2 separate regions of the Gossypium hirsutum genome follow, and region 2 is linked to region 1. The links are chromatin contacts, called in public Hi-C maps. All regions are on one chromosome and are shown on one strand. Each heading gives the region's core, a stretch centred on a gene start, on an enhancer-like site or on the middle of the called end of the contact. The rest is flanking DNA. Distances are from core to core; before and after follow the strand shown.

Region 1 (2,942 bases), core at 292-2,791:
ATGGTACAGTCAATCACTCTACAAACAACCAAGAGAAAGCCCACACTGTTTAGGTAGATTATTTAACTGTATATATAATTTATAATCGTAATGAACAAAAAGATATACATATGTAATTGATAATCATCAGAAGAGTGGCTAGATTGTGACAGGTTTTAGTGGAGAATCATTACTTATAGTACACAATTAAGGAGAGGATTTCTTTGGTGAAGTAGAGGCAGAGGCAGGGGGGATACCAGGGAAAGGCGGTATAGGTGGGAAATGGAATGGGGGAAGAGGAAACGGGAAGGTTGGTGGAGGTGGAGGTGGTGGCGATGGTGGTGGAGTTAGTCCTGGAATCGGTGGAAGATGAAACCATGGTGCTGGAGGTGCTGGAGGTGCCGAAGGAGGCTGGAAGGGGTTTGGGATAAATGGAGCTGGAGGTGCGGGAGGAGGCTGGAAAGGGTTTGGAATAAGTGGAGCCGGTGGTGCGGGAGGAGGCTGAAAAGGGTTTGGAATAAGTGGAGCCGGTGGGGCTGGAGGAGGCTGAAAAGGGTTTGGAATAAGAGGAGCTGGAGGAGGCTGAAAGGGGTTTGGAATAAGTGGAGCTGGAGGAGGCTGAAATGGGTTTGGAATAAGTGGAGCTGGTGGTGGCAGTATGGGAGGAAGCAACGGAGGAGGCTGAAAGGGGTTCGGAGGAAACAGGGGAGGAGGGAAAAAGAATGATTCAGGGTGGCCAAGGACAGCCTTTTCTCCATTTGCTTCTTTTGGTTTTGTTCTACACAGGTTTGGTTGTTTTAGAGGCTTGAAGCTGAAAGTCCCAGCTGAAAACACACGAGTTCCATGCTTCCCCGACACCAGACGGAGTGCAGACGAAGCTGGTATTGAGGCCACCACATTACAATCTGGTTCACTGCTTTTAATCAATTTCACTGAACATCCATTGATTTTCTTCACCCTTCTACTAACTGAGAAAGGCAATCGAAGTTCGAATTCACCATGCTCATTGGTTTTCACTTCCTGCACGAAACCTGGCCTTGAAGTCCCTTCTTTACATTCCACTGCAACTGATGCACCTGCACACAAAACCACCCCAATTCAGACTAACTGATGGAGATGGAAGCCTTATACAAGTTTGGCAATGGAATTAAACCTGAAATGGAATGGCTGGTCCTAGAGAACTCCTCTTGGGAACATGTAGTATCACAGTACACACTTCCAACAACAACTGCAGATTTCTTCCGATGATGATGATGATGGGCATGGCTACCCTCTGACAAATCTATAACTATGGAACTCGACAATATTATTATAAGGGAAAACCAACACATTTTTCAAGTCTCTTTTTATTTTCTAGGAAGTTTGTCGATAACAATTATTTCAAGGATATGGTGTTTATAAATAACTCCCCCTCTACTTCTATTTTCTTCTTTATTTAAAAATAAAATAAAGGAGATCATAATTGGGATATTAAGATTAAAAATGTGATAAGTTAAACCAAAATATTTTATTCATTTTGGGATGAACAGGGGTCCCTGTTGGTTCACGAGACCTTTAAAACGGCCACAAGAGGATTATTTCACGTGGCCTCACTCTCAGTACTCTCATGCCATGACAAAAATTGTTGTCAAACTCGAAAATGAAAGTTGTAATACTTTTAAAATAAATTAACTAATTTAATCATTTGCCAAAAGTCTTAGATCAGATGTTTTTCAATGTTATTTTGCCAAACTGTGCATGTGAGTTGTAGGACATCATAATAATTGATTCCTTTCAGATTTTACATTCAAGACTCAGATTGTTCGGAAAGAAATAATTTAAGATTAAGAGCAGCGGATTTGAGTAAAACTTGCATTTTTCCTTCACGGGTATCAGAAACAGAAACATATTCACTCTTGTCTTGTTTCTTACAAGACAAGGTAAGCTCTAGAAGTAGTATCCTATAAATATATTGTAATTATATGGATACTATGATCCCATGCTTTGCCAGAAACTGATAGGAACAAAAAAAGAGTTGCGAGACATTCCATTCAAGTCAACAATTATGTCTCAGAATCATTGTTTTTATAAAAGAAATTAAATGGTATCGTAAATGGGAGATGATAGATTTTTGGTTAGTATTCACCGTCTTGTTTCTTCCATTCCAAAGTCCTCATGTCATTATTATGATGTAAAGCTTAACTTTGATTTGCTTGTGCAAATAATAAAGTGTGGTATGGTCATTACATACTTCCCACACCATTCACAAGCTCACCTCTTTTGCCAAATCACTCTCCTGTTTAACTTTTTTAAGAAAATGCATGGAGGAGAATGACAGCTTTTAGGAGTGGGAGGTGTTATTGGTTATCTGGAGACTTAGCCCTGCAAGGATGTAAACAATGAATTATAAAGCTCGTAATTGTTATTCTGGTATTTAAGTCGATGGAAAGAGACGTGGAGTTGATAGGAAAAATTCTGTTTTAGAAGACGGTCATATTTTCATTTATAGCCAACCTGGGCCTTCATACTTTTGTAGCCCAGCTCTGTATTTCTCCATTCCCAATACTGCTGTAGCTTAACCTCTAACGTTTCAATGAGGGGACATTTTGCTTTGGGCCTTTTGGGCTCTTATACTTTACTCTTTCACTGCTAGTTTACCATTAATATTGTAAAGTTGTGTGAAAAAAAAGTGTTTTTAAAAATATTGATAGTGTTTACTGTTATTATTAAAATGATAAACTGTTAAAATATTCACTTCTGATTGTTTCAAGTTACATTTTAGTCATTTATATTTGAAACGTTACATTTTAGTCATTTACGTTATCGTGTTGTAGCATTTTAGTCATTGAGCCGTTAATTGCCATTAACGGTGTAATAGTAAGCTGACGTGGCATGTTAAATAATCATTTTAAACAAAAAATTTAGGTTAAATTCTACAATTGGTCCTCATATTTTTTCATTTCAAGTAATTTAATTTTTTTCTT
Region 2 (2,942 bases), core at 252-2,751, 240 kb before region 1:
TTAGCATCCCTTTCAACTTTTTCTACAGTTTCACAGTTGCCACGATGAAAACCCATCAGCAAGTCCTCCTTATTGTCCATTTCATCAATCAGCCCATCAAAGTGCTTTCTCAGTTTATCAGCATGTTTACTTTCAAGCTTCTCAAAGTCCATAGCAACTGTAGGAATAACCTTCTTTGGTTTCAAAAACTTCACATATTCTTTAAGCTCGTCATAATTAGAATGCTCAAGACAAGGGACTAGATGTATCTCAAATGTATCCTTAGTTTGCACTGCAAATTTATTCCGCTTGACTTCATAAGTCCACCCAGTCGGCACAAATCCGACAACCTTCTCATACCCTCTTTCCACCATAACCTCTTCCATTATCACAAAATTCGGCCTAAAGTACGGCCAAGTTTCACCTAATACACTCCAACCAACAACGTGAACATCACTCTCACTCTCATCTTCAGTAAAAACTTCACCATCCCCATACCCCAGAACACGCAAAATCTCCATTTTCCTCCCATCAACACATATCTTGGTCTTACATCTCCGTGCAACCTCAACCAAAATCTTCTCTTTCCCAGCAACATAAGTAGCAATAAGAAACAAAACCCTCCTTTTCCCAAATTCCTTTCCTATCCTATCTACCACACTAACCACATAATCAATCGATTCTTCTTGAGAAGGAAATATACATTTCGGATCACAGTATGTAGTATCTAAAAATATGGCATCACAACCAACAAATCCAATCAAATAACTATTCAACTTCATCGAATTGCAGTAACGAAAATCGCCTGTGTGAACATACCTTTCAAAGATCCCATTTTTAGTGGGAACTTTGAATAATAACTGGACTGACCCAGGGCAATGATTGGCGTCGATGAGAATGACCTCGCAGCCATCTACTAAAACGGGGTCGTTCAAAGGCAAAGCGAAGACGAAACGGGGTGGGATTTTAAGGGTTTGGATGAGAAGGAGGGAAGTGAGGTGGGAACAAAAGATGATGCCTTTTGACCAGGAGGGACAGAGGCCGAAATACTGATCGGAGTGGAAGTGGGAGAGGAAGTAAGAGGCGGAGAAAGCTGTGAAGGGGTGGCGGAAGGAATCGATGAGGAAGCGAGTGTGGGGGATGAAATTGGAGGGAGGGAAAGAGGAGGGAATTGGGGGAAAAGAAAGCGTGGAAGTGGTGGAGTTTAGGGCAGTGAGGTAGAGTTGGGTGGAGTCTAGGGTCAAGGTTTTGACTCTCTCATTGGCGGTGGCTGTGGCCGCTGATTGAGCGGACATCGGCGGTGTGTCGTAGGGTGGTGTGGGGTCAATTATAGGAGAAAAGGGGGCATTTTTCTTTTAAATGGATTTGGAAATTTTTTGCGATGCCGATTTGGGAGGTGTTGCGGTTGCCACTTGCAAGTGGCGGAGGCTCACTGGCGCCAAAGCGATAGTTTTTTTGTTGTTATCATTTTGTTATTTTTCCTCCAAATTATTGAGAGTGAATCGTAGGAAATAAATAAGATAAACTTGAAAGAGAACATTTGTATACTAATAAAACTAAAAATCATATATTACTTGTATTGATTGATTCGAATATTAATGTAAAATTAATGTAAATATAGGAAGGTATAGAACGGTTGTATTGAAACACATTATAATCTTATTTATAGATTAAAATTATAATATATTTTAAATATTATATCAAAAAAATTTAAAACATATAAATTATGTATAATAAAATTAAAATATATAAAAATTCAAATTCAACTCCATAAATATTTTTATTATCTTTTTAAATAAAAAATTAAAATAGTTTTGAATAATATATTTTATTTTAATTATAAAAGAATATTTTTGTAAATTTTTTTATCTAAATTAGTACTAGAATCAATGCCACAAGAGCTTAAATAAAAATATAAATAGAATAATTAGTGAATAAATAATGTGATCTTACTTTTCAGAAGTGATGTTAAAAGCACGTTGTAGCCTTGCCTTGAGGGCGACATGATCAAGAAGAACAACATATCATGAGAAATTTACTTGAAATCAAATATTAAAATAAAAAATTCGATCTTCAGTTTGACTCTTCTGAACGGGTAAAACGGACAGACAAATTTTGATGACAAAAGTCGAACAATAATTCCAGAAAAGATTAGAAATACACAAGTATTATCGGATACAAACAATTTGGTCTTGGAAGCCGTACAGTCCACTACTCATTTCTACAACAAATAAATCATGTATCTAGCTATCTAATCTAGGACCGTCTTGCAAAAGAATCAAAAGGAAAACCCTACACCCCCCCCCCCAAACCACCACCTGAATTAATTTCTGGCGAATAATTACATTTATATTTTAATACACACTAGCTGTTCCTACGAGGAAACCTGCACAACTGGGCTCGGACTTTGGCAAATTACAATATATGATTTGCATCATTATGTGGTCAGAAAACTCCACAGCTTCTTTCCTATCGATACTTCACCAGGGTGCTCCAAATTATTCTCCTCCTCTTCATCATTCTCGTCCTCATCCTCATCTTTATGCCCTTCGCTGTGTGATTCACTCTGGTAGTCATTTCCATCACCGTACTCGCCAACCCCTTGAGGTGTGCCATTCACCACCTCACTTAATGCCATGTTGGCATCAAATGTTTTGGTTGCACCAGCATTACCATCTTTGGTGTCTGGACCTGTCTCACCCTGCAACATAAAAGATATATAAAACAAGATTATTTAAACATAGTGAAAATCATTAAGACGAGTTTTATAAATCATCAAAATCTGAAATGGTGAAGTTCAACTTTAGAACATGAGCCTTGTATCATTAATATTTATGATGATATCATGAAATCATGTCATCGACTGTTCAGAACAGAAAACCAACGAAGACCATGCCATGCATAGATAATTTACTCAACTAACGAGTCAAAGCATTCTGTCAAGTGACAACTAACGTAAATTT

The links. Hi-C and Micro-C count contacts between places; a contact is called where the count stands out from the background.
Region 2: a Hi-C map of leaf shows a contact between it and region 1, with 2.8 times the contacts expected there. The contact joins the promoter of LOC107911002 here to the promoter of LOC107892002 in region 1. A contact is called at or near these places in 2 of 34 Hi-C or Micro-C datasets (both in leaf).

The regions. Positions count from the first base shown.
Region 1 is chrA11:21,139,574-21,142,515 of Gossypium_hirsutum_v2.1, reverse strand. LOC107892002 (leucine-rich repeat extensin-like protein 3) reads right to left here and starts at 1,541. Exons shown (of 2, transcript XM_016816955.2): 1 at 1,133-1,541; 2 at 1-1,055. The coding sequence starts at 1,310. The coding sequence ends at 187.
Region 2 is chrA11:21,378,275-21,381,216 of Gossypium_hirsutum_v2.1, reverse strand. LOC107911002 (DNA ligase 6) reads right to left here and starts at 1,501. Exons shown (of 3, transcript XM_041081338.1): 1 at 1-1,501. The coding sequence starts at 1,274. It overlaps LOC107912700 (protein CROWDED NUCLEI 1), which reads right to left. Exons shown (of 8, transcript XM_016841003.2): 8 at 2,111-2,680. The coding sequence ends at 2,417.